Linked DNA regions of Mus musculus: region 2 is linked to region 1. A link is a contact called in public Hi-C data. All regions are on one chromosome and are shown on one strand. Each heading gives the region's core, a stretch centred on a gene start, on an enhancer-like site or on the middle of the called end of the contact. The rest is flanking DNA. Distances are from core to core; before and after follow the strand shown.

Region 1 (5,222 bases), core at 1,099-3,598:
GCTGTTGCCTATGTGATGTCACAGGTTTTGGAGGACCTGGTACCAACAATGGTGTCTCTTCTAGTTTTCTCATTTCATCCATTTTTTCGTTTCTCCAATTCCTTCATTTCCACTCACCCATCCTCCTCACTTTTTTTTTTTTTTTTGAGACAGAAATAGGAAGAAGAAATAGAGAATCCTTTTTGGGAGCAAAGCAGGGGAGAACCCTATGGCAGTAGCTGCAATAAGCCTCTTGCTGACATCCTGAAATAGAACATCCATTCCTTCATACCCTGCTTTCTCCTCTGCTGCATTAGAAACCAAGTTTCCTATTCTGCCCAGCTCATCTTGGTGCCACTTGCAGGCATACTTTTTGGCTACTTTATTGTTTGCTTGTTTTGTTTGTTTGTTTGTTACCTACCACCCTTCACCCCAATCCCTTTCAACTCCCCAGCATTAGGTAGGCAAGAGAGAAAGCTAGAAGAGAAACACAGGGTGTAGATTCTTTAAACTACTTCCTGCTGATTAGGGGCATCAGGTCCCTAGGGGCAATGCTTATCTTTGTCAGGATATCCAATTCCTCCTCGTTTCTTTGCTTACGGCCACCTGACAAACCGCAGCAGCAGCTTCCTCTCTTTAGGCTCTGGAGTTTTTATTCCCTGTCCAGAGTCCCCAGAATTCCAAATGTATACTATCTTCAGCTGGCAGAACATTCTCCTGCTAGAGCATGTAGACAAATCAGAGTCAGCTGCTGTGGACAATCTGAAGCAGTCATATATCTCACACCTGGGAGTAATACAAAAATATATTCATCTAACATAGCTGGGGTTTTAAAAGAAACAAACGCTCTCACTACACTTGCTGCTGCTTGTTCTGCCACATGGCACGCAGCAGGGACACCATTTGTAAACTGGATCGCAATCTGCTGGCACCCAGGCCTTGGCTCTCCAACCTTCAGGATTGAAATTTCACGTGATATCAGAATAGTATTTACAGAGAAGGCACAAGAGAAGGCAAAGGATGACCCTGCGGAGATTTCGGTTCCCGGGGTGGAAAGCCTAAAGACTTGTGCTCACAGAAACCTGTCAGGTTTTCAGTCCGCCTGCAAGGCGGTACCTGGGATGCTGCACCCTCAGGAGCAGAAGGCTGCAGTGTCCTCCTGTGGCTAAATGGGAACTTCACTGTCAGGCCTGTGGTGCTTTGAATATGCTTAGCCCAAGGAGTAGCACTGTTAGGAGGTGCAGCCTTAGAGGAAGTGTGTCACTCACTGTAGAGGTGGACTTTGAGACCCTCCTCCCAGCTACTTGAGGAGTCCATCTTCTGTTTGCCTTTGGAACAAGATGTAGAACTTTCAGTTCCTCCAACGCCATGCCTGCCTAGATGCTGTCATGCTCCCACCTTGATGATAATGGACTGAACCTCTGAACCTGTTAAATGTTGTCCTTGTTAAAAGTTGCTTTGGTCAGGGTCTCTTCACAGCAGTGAAACCCTAAGACAGGCTCTTTAAAAAGGCACATGTTGCTGGATGACTGAGGAGGAAATGGTGTCAACCGCAATACATGAGAGGTCTTACGGAGCTAAGACTGAGACAAGACATAAAGTGATGCCCAGTAGTAACACATGGTCCTGTTCTCGGCCACCTCTAACCATTGGAGAAAATACTGTTTTGAGGGCTACTGAGTAGTCTTTCCCTGAACAAATCCAACCTGGAGAAACTAGGCTCTTGGCACATGGAGGAGTAGCTCTGCCTCATACCAGAATCATGTGGACCAGTTGCAGAGGCTGTTGCTTTCCCTGGAAAGCTTCTGTTGCCTGCTGCAAAGAGGGAGCAAGGGGTGAAAGCATGACGGGAGGTGAGACTTAGACAAGGGGCTTGGTTTTACTTCTGTGTAGGGGAGTTGTATTCTCTGAGGTGGGAATGGCTGTTGGATGATGTGGTTTGAACTGGAATGGCCCTCCAAGAACTCAGATTTGAATGCTGGGCCACCAGGGAGTGGCACTATTAGGAGGTGTGGCCTTGTTGGAGGAAGTGTGGCACTGGGGGTGGGCTCAGAAGCTCAAGCCAGTCCTAGTGTCACTCTCTCCCCGGTGCATTCTGATCTGGGTGTAGAACTCTCAGCTCCTTCTCCAATACCGTGTATGCCTGTGTGCCGCCATACTTCCTGCAATGACAATAATGGACTAAACCTCTAAAAGTATGAGCAACAGAAACCCTCACTAATACTGCAGGAAGCAAACCCAAGCATGGATCTTGTTTGGAGAGCATAAGACACGACACAATGAGTATGCCGGGTAGACCCAGGAGATGAACAAAACGCACAGCACCTTCTGCACCACCTGGAGGGCAAGGGCCATCAGTGCCACAGACGGAAAGGCTAAGAGCGGACACTGGAGCACGCAGGCTGGAAGCCTTCACGGGAAGCCAGACTAGCCCTGACTAGTGCTAGCACTCGCACGTTCTATGAAGTGTGCAGAGTGGTTCAAGCCTGCACATCCAGCTGCCTTGACCCTTCATGGACTCAACTGTGTTTTCTTAGTAACCAAAGTGGAGGCATCCGAATCATTAGGAGTTCCTGTCACTTTGTTTATTCAGGTGGGAGTCTATAGAGTCTAACTACTGGAATGAAAACAAGATAGGAAGAACATTCTTTGCCCTCGTGAAAACTGTAACTGGGCTCTCTGGATTAAGGGTTGGAAATAAACAAACTGAGCTTTAAAAAGAACTTTTAAAAAAGAACTTTAAAAAGAGCTTTTAAAAAAACTGAGTTTTAAAAACACCGTGTGCGTGCATATACACATACAAATAATATTTAGAAAAGTATTGGTAATTTGCTTTTAAACTTGTCTGAATATATAAACTATAATATCTGGAAGATTTTTATGGGAATTATTTGCTCTGTATCTAAACACTGACAACGTAGAAAAAGGAATGAAGTCTTTCTGGGTGAGGGGGGTCACCCTAAGGGAGTGAATGTGTATCGGTTAGTCTATTTTCACCCAGCTTTGAAAGCTGGGGTCCTAGGTCCAATTCTTTACAGTTATTGAAGGCTTTCTAAAACACATGACAAAAGAAAAACCAAAGATAATATGTGGCATCCATTAAAACGATTTACTTAGAAGAAGTGTCTTTTTATAAGCTAACCTCCAAGGTTGGTCCTTCAAACGATAAACTGCAAGGTGAAGTTGAAAACTAACGAAATGTTATACATGTTTACTATAAAAATCTGCATAATGTTCAGTTTTTGTTATTTGTGTGTGTGGCCGCGTCTCTGCTTGTGCACCATATACGTGCAGGTGCCTACAGAGGCCAGAAGAGGGCACTATATCTGGAACTGGAGTGAGCTGCCTGCTATGGGTGCTGGGAACCAAACCTGGGACCTGTGAAGAGCAGCCAGTGCTATGTTGTTTGTTTTTTATCAAGACAGGGCTTCTCTGTGTAGCTCTGGCTGTCCTAGAACTTGCTCTGTACACCAGGCTAGCCTCGAACTCAAGAGACCTGTCTGTTTCTGCCTCCTGAGTGCTGGGACTAAAGGTGGCACCACCACAGCCTGGTGCAGTCAGTTCTCTTAGTGATGGAGGCATCTCTCCAGGTCCCATGCTTGACTTTTTACAGGGAACTCATGGAACCAAATAACAGTGCAGTAAAGGAAACAGGACACCCACTGAAGTGAGCGAGCGACCCGTGAGAGCTGACGGACAAGACAGTTCTGAACATGTTCAGATCCAAGAAGTCACACCCGTGCCTGGCAGCAACAGCAACTGTTGACTCTCAGATACCCACAGTTCGTTTCTCTTTGGTGCCACGTCTCCAGTTGATGCTGTTCAAAGCGAAGCTGCGCTGGAGGAGTACAGCCAGACACTGCAAGGCTCCAGGCTGGCGGTGGCTGTAATTCCAGGTGAGCCATTACTCATCTGCTGAGAGGTAACAGTGGTTCCTGACTTTATACAGAAAAAGCCAGCCAGTCCCGGGAACCATAAGGTTTTATGAAGCTTAATAACTTCTTATTTTAGTGGCAATAAAGGTTAAACATAATGTGGCATACAGCTAATATTTTTTTCAGACATTCTTCTTTTATAATTTTATTATATCACCTTTAAAGAAAACACATGAAGGGACTATCAGTTATAAAACATTTTTTAAAAAAGATTTATTTATTGTTATATGTAAGTACACTGTAGCTGTCTTCAGACACACCAGAAGAGGGCATCAGGTCTCATTACGGATGGTTGTGAGCCACTATGTGGTTGTTGGGATTTGAACTCAGGACCTCCAGAAGAGCAGTCAGGACTCTTACCCTCTAAGCCATCTCACCAGCCCATAAAACAATTTTTAAAGTTCTATTTACATGTAACTTTTCAGGATTGCACCCCTTGTAAAGGACACAGCTCATTTCATTGGTGAAAACGTGCCACTTAAGGATCACAAACATCCTCCTTGAAATGACCAACAGTCTGCTAATATGTTTAACACAAAATGTTTATTTGGTCTTTGAAATGACAGGCACCGTAGGAAAATGTATTTTATGTATTCTTTAAACCTACTTATAGTAGGTTTTGGCTGTAAGTGTAGAGCACCAAATCTATTTTCAAGGCATGAATATTAGCTACTAATGGTGAATTTAATGTATACAATTTCATGTAGACATACTGAAAATTATAATTTGAGACAAATATGAATATATAGTTTTACAAAATGGGCAATTTAAGGCTTTTTAAAAGGGCAATTTAAAAATGTGAAGAATATTCTCTTAGATAATCATGCATAAAACTTGAAGGTTTAGAAAAATCTCTAGCTTAAAATTAAAACTATTACAAAGTCCTAATTTATTACCATGTCATAAAAATCTCAGAGGAATTTAAAAATACTGCTACCAAAATGAGGTGCCAGACTTGTAAAGATCAAGGTAAACACTGTTCTCCATTATAATTCTTAAAAGATATCTATTCAATCAGATGACTTCACACTCTCGTTACTGATGAAGTCTTTTCTTCAGTTGTATAATACTTCACAGGCCAGCACTGGCATGGTTTAAGCAACCGTCGACTTGTTCGTGCTTCCCTGGGCCTTCTTCCTCTCCACTGTCTGCTGTGTGTGCCTCTGCCACTCCTGTAGGAGCTGCATGGGGCAGAGCATAGATACAGACGAAAGTCCTCTAGCAGGGCATCGGTGGGCAGCCTCACCCAACCCCACTGTACAGATCAAACCCTCATTCTAACTAACGCTAAGGTGATAGAGATAACCT
Region 2 (5,193 bases), core at 1,261-3,760, 3.0 Mb after region 1:
TGCTGCAGGAAACATATTTTATTACATGAGCTAAGGATCCTATTGGAGCGAGTTCAACCTTGCTGAGGAAGCATTCAGAGGTTGGGTGAGCATCATGTAGCTTTGGTAGTACACTGGCTTCTGTCCCCTAATGTGAGGTTTGGACAGTTTCAAATTCCCAGGTGTGAAACAAGAATAACGACACTGCTTGCTTCCTAGAGTTATCCTGAGGATTTAATGAGTTATGAACGGTAAAGTTCTTTTTTTTTTTTTTTTTTTTTTTTGTCTTTTCGAGACAGGGTTTCTCTGTGTAGCCCTGGCTGTCCAGGAACTCACTTTGTAGACCAGGCTGGCCTTGAACTCAGAAATCTGCCTGCCTCTGCCTCCCGAGTGCTGGGATTAAAGGCGTGCGCCATCACACCCGGCTGAAGGTAAAGTTCTTAAACGCATACTGTCCGCATAGAGTATGTGTTATGAAGTATGTGTTGAGATGCTGGCCATGGTGGTACAGACCTTCAACAAATCCCAGCACTTGGGAGGCGGAGGCAGGCTGATCGGTGAATTGGAACTAAACATGTCTACACTGTGAGTTTCAGGCCAGCCAGGGCTACATGGTAAGACGTTGTCTCCAAAAAAAATTTTTTTTTTTTTTGGTGTTGAGAAAAAAATTTGGTCTGTTATTGCTAACCACATACATCTAGGCAGCTAGAAAGTTACATGGAAGCATATCTACTTTCCCTAGACACCTTGTGTAAGTAATAATCATAGACAAGACAGTGTACAGAGCCAGGTATGGTGACACAGGTTTGTAATATTAGTGCTTGGGAGAGGGAAGCAGGAAGATCATAAATTCTAGGGTAAAGGAAGACAATGGCCTCTCTCTGACCCTTTTCTCTCTGACCTCTCAGGCCACTCCCCCCATTCCCCTCCCCTACCTGCCCAGGTGTTTCTGGTCAGCCTCTCCCCCTCAACCCCTCCCTCTCCCCCCTCTCCCCCAGCTCCCCCTCTCTTCCCCCCCCCTCTCCCCCTCTCTGTCCTTCTCTATCTCCTCTTTCTCTGCTCTACTCCTTTCTTAATCTCCCTTCCCATACCCCAAATAAACTTCATTTTATACTGAAAAAAAAAAAAAAGAAAAAAAGAAGAATAATAAAAAAGAAAGACAACAATGACAGGTGCTGGCGCATGCCTTTAATCACAGCACTCTGCTAGGAGGCAGAAGTAGGCTGATCTTTCAGCTTAGGCCATCCTAGTATTCAGAGTGAGATCCATGACAGCTAGGGCTACACAGAGAAAACCTATGACAACAGCAACAACAACGAGAACCCAGGAGCACCAGCCCAGAAGTGTGCCCACCCTCGATGGGCCCTCTTTCATAGGTCGCTAATTAAGAAGATGCCCTACAGGTCTGGCTACAGCCTGATCTTCAGGAGGCTTTTTCTCAATTGAGGGTCCCTCTTCTCGGATGACTATAGTTTGTGTCAAGTTGATATAAAACTATCCAAAGCTGGGCGTGGTGGCGCATGCCTTTAATCCCAGCACTCAGGCAGAGGCAGGTGGATTTCTGAGTTCGAGGCCAGCCTGGTCTACAAAATGAGTTCTAGGATAGCCAGGGCTACACAGAGAAACCCTGTCTTGAAAAACCAAACCAAACAAACAAACAAACAAACAAACAAACAAAACCTATCCAGCGGGTAAGAGCACCGACTGCTCTTTCAGAAGGTCCTTAGTTCAAATCCCAGCAACTACATGGTGGTTCACAACCATCTCATAATGAGATCTGACGCCCTCTTCTGGTGCATCTGAAGTCAGCTACAGCGTGCTTATGTATAATAATAAACAAATCTTTGGGTCAGAGTGAGCAGAGGTCCTTAAAAAAACAAAAAAACAAAACTTCAATTCCCAACAACCACATGAAGGCCCACAACCATCCGTACAGCTACAGTGTACTCACATAATAAATAAATCTTAAAACAAACCAAAACAAAAAAAACTACCCAGCATAACGCTGTATCAAGGAAATAAGGCAAAGAGTGATTATAGCCGAAAGCCTGTTCTTCTCATTCAAACCACCACACACATAAAATAAATTTTAAAAAAAATTAAATCTGGGTTTAGTTGGTAAATCACCTGGCCATATCATCTCTAGAAAACAGAGAGGTGCCCGGCGTGGTGGCCCACGCCTTTAATCCTAGCACTTGGGAGGCAGAGGCAGGTGGATTTCTGAGTTCAAGGCCAGCCTGGTCTACAAAGTGAGTTCCAAGACAGGGCTATACAGAGAAACCCTGTCTTGAAAAACAAAACAAAACAAAACAAAACAAAACAAACAAAGCAAAACAAAACAACAGAGAGGTGATGAAATCGATGCATACCAGGGTATGGGGAATTGATGGTCTATTGTAGGTTTCAGTATCCGCAGAGACCTGAACAAATAAAAAGCAGCCTTTTATTTGGAAGGCGCCCTGAGCTTGAGTACCTGTGAGCTGTTGTGGACAGGTGGCGGAGACACTAGGGGAAGGGAACACTGGCTGTGTTCCCTGGAGTCCGCCTGAGGCAGAGCCTCTTTTTCCCTAGCAAAGATTGTACTTTGAGTGAGCTGGGAAGTCTGGGCTCAAATTACATAGGGTCCAAGCAGTGCTGGGAAGAAAATAGCAGCCCTGGGGTGGCGGTGGGCTTAGGGAAATTCCTAGAAATACTCAGGGGCAGCCTGTTCCAGTCTGGACCGTTCTTCAGGCTACAGACGGGCAGACGCTCTTCCACAAGAAAAGCTATCGTTTAACAGATTCTATTGGCATTTCTCCCTGTTCCTTAAACGGCCCCTCCCCCCTTAAGATAAGGCTTCAATGTGTAGCCTAGGCTATTGGCATCAGGACATTCCAAACCTATGACATCACATAGGCCACAGCTGGACCTGCGACCTCCAGACCGGTTGCCAAGACAACAGGCACCATCTTCCCAGCATTCACTTGGCTCACCTTCCACCTTTGTGTTATTTTCTACTTAAATAAGGAGAACGCCCCTTCCTCGCGCTCTCTCCCCTTCTTTTCTTTCCGCTGCCACCTTGCCCTTTTCCCCTCTCAATAGACCTCCCGTGGAACTTTTTGGCCTTGTGTGGAGCTGCCGCTGCCGATACCAGCATTGGTGCTGTGACTTTGGTGGTCGTTACACAGGGGAGCTGTAGAACCCGGGCGGCCGCCGGCGCCACCGCCACCGGTGCGACCATAACACTGCCACCGCCTGCAGCCACTGCTACACCATGTGGACTCCATCTGCTAGCACCTGCCATAATCTCCCGCGTGGATTTCCATTGCTTCGAGACTCACAGGTTTCTACCACGTGGGATGTGCCTCCGTGGACTACCACGTGGAACTGGCCTCTGGCCAGCCAACCAAAGGGTTCCACACTTCCTGCTACCGGACTGCAGAATCCTGCAAACACACACCGGCATACTGGTTGGTAAGGAGTTTCTCCAGTTAGTGGGAGGAACCCTCTATGCCCAGATAGCGCCCAGCCAGCCTCTTTTGGGCTAAGGGTTGGCTTTCAATGCCCTGGTCCTTATGACCGGCCTCCTGACTGACCTACGAGTTAGGATATAGGCCCGTGGGTGAACCCCCTTCTCGAAGGCAATTCATAAATCCCTTGAGCTCTTGCAGCGGCCAGAAAATTCCTAGTACTAGGTTGGATTGCTTTCTGACGTTTCCGGGAAACGTCACCGCCGTGGTCCCTAGAAATTCTCCTGACGACCTGAATTTCTAGCTTGGCCGTACTATCAACCAGTGTTGCTGGGCAGTCCTCTGGGACGCCGGTACGGATTGCTCAGTAACTACCCTCCCACCCAATGGCTGCCTCTTGGAAAATTTCAAATCTCTGAAATTAACGCCCGATTTGAGGCGCTCAAAACTGATACACCTCTGCAATAAGGTCTGGATTCAGTACCCTTTAGATAATTCCAAATGGCCACCTAATGGCACGCTAGACCTGATCGTTTTAAGAGATCTCCATACATACTGCCAGCAGTCCGGTAAATGGAGTGAGGTTTCATATGTTCAAGCTTTCATCTACCTTGGCTCTCAACCGTCTCTCTGTTCTTCCTGCACCTCAACCCAGTTTCTCTTAGACATGAAACCTACACAGCCTCCACTAGATGACGCTACAACGTTCGATCCCGCCAACAAGCCACCTCCGGGCCCCCGCAGACCCGCCGCCTCAGTTTCTCCTCACCAGAGCCAACTTCTCCAGCCCCTTCCCCTCCTATCTCACGTTCTAAGTCCACAGCCAGAACCCCCAAGTCGTCCTCCTCCTCCAGGAAAACCTGACCCAGCAGCGGCCCGTCCTCTAGGGGAAGTGGCTGGTGTTGATGATCTGGTCAGAGTACAGGTTTCTTTCTCCCTAAGTGAGCTTTCTCAAATAGGAAGCAGACTGAGTTCTTTTTTTTTTTTTTTTTTTTAAAGATTTATTTATTTATTATATGTAAGTACATTGTAGCTGTCTTCAGACACTCCAGAAGAGGGAATCAGATCTCGTTACAGATGGTTGTGAGCCACCATGTGGTTGCTGGGATTTGAACTCTGGACCTTCGGAAGAGCAGTCGGGTGCTCTTACCCACTGAGCCATCTCACCAGCCCGCAGACTGAGTTCTTATGCTTCTAACTCTTCTAGCTTTATTATTTATTTATTTATTTATTTATTTAATTAATTTATTTTTGAGACAGGGTTTCTTTGTGTAGCCCTGGCAGTCCTGGAACTCACTCTGTAGACCAGGCTGGCCTCGAACTCAAAAATCCGCCTGCCTCTGCCTCCCAAGTGCTGGGATTAAAGGCGTGCGCCACTACCATGCGGCTTCTTCCAGCTTTATTAAGGAGTTCCAGTAGATTACCCAGTCTTATATCCATCTTTCCATGATGTTTATATGATTCTTACTAATAATTTACTTCCTGAGGAACACAGGTGAGTTTGGGAAGAGGCGAGAACGTATGCAGATGAAATTCACCAGACAGAAAGAACATGTCCAATAGGATCTGAGGCAGTGCCTGACCAGGACCCCCGATGGAATAACAATTCGCAGGTGGTATTTCAGCCAGAGACAAGCTTATTACATGCCTTCTGGCTGGTCTTAGAAAAGCAACCTTAAAGCCAGTAAATTTGGAAAAACTCCAAGAGGTTTTCCAGGACAAGCAGGAGAGCCCATCTCAGTTTTTAGAACGCCTCACAAAGGCC

The links. Hi-C and Micro-C count contacts between places; a contact is called where the count stands out from the background.
Region 2: a contact with region 1 is called in a Hi-C map of nephron progenitors, with 33 times the contacts expected there. The contact joins two enhancer-like sites. A contact is called at or near these places in 2 of 39 promoter capture datasets (both in embryonic stem cells), 1 of 15 datasets of contacts at CTCF or cohesin (embryonic stem cells), 20 of 484 Hi-C or Micro-C datasets (the C2C12 cell line, CD4 T cells, the G1E-ER4 cell line and 10 more), 17 of 115 datasets of contacts at active chromatin or transcription factors (astrocytes, differentiating embryonic stem cells, embryonic stem cells and 3 more) and 2 of 9 other capture datasets (embryonic stem cells and liver).

What each region holds. Positions count from the first base shown.
Region 1 is chr9:75,493,678-75,498,899 of GRCm38.p6, forward strand. It overlaps Tmod3 (tropomodulin 3), which reads right to left. Exons shown (of 10, transcript NM_016963.2): 10 at 4,107-5,222. Among named protein-coding and RNA genes, the nearest start is that of Gm7972, 28 kb to the left of the region's middle. Within about 2 kb of position 2,349, at least 15 of the 459 cell types and tissues checked have an H3K27ac peak or open chromatin away from gene starts, as enhancers often do. A contact at or near this core is called in nephron progenitors, where this site is marked.
Region 2 is chr9:78,517,726-78,522,918 of GRCm38.p6, forward strand. No RefSeq gene overlaps it. Among named protein-coding and RNA genes, the nearest start is that of Eef1a1, 39 kb to the left of the region's middle. Within about 2 kb of position 2,511, at least 219 of the 459 cell types and tissues checked have an H3K27ac peak or open chromatin away from gene starts, as enhancers often do. A contact at or near this core is called in nephron progenitors, where this site is marked.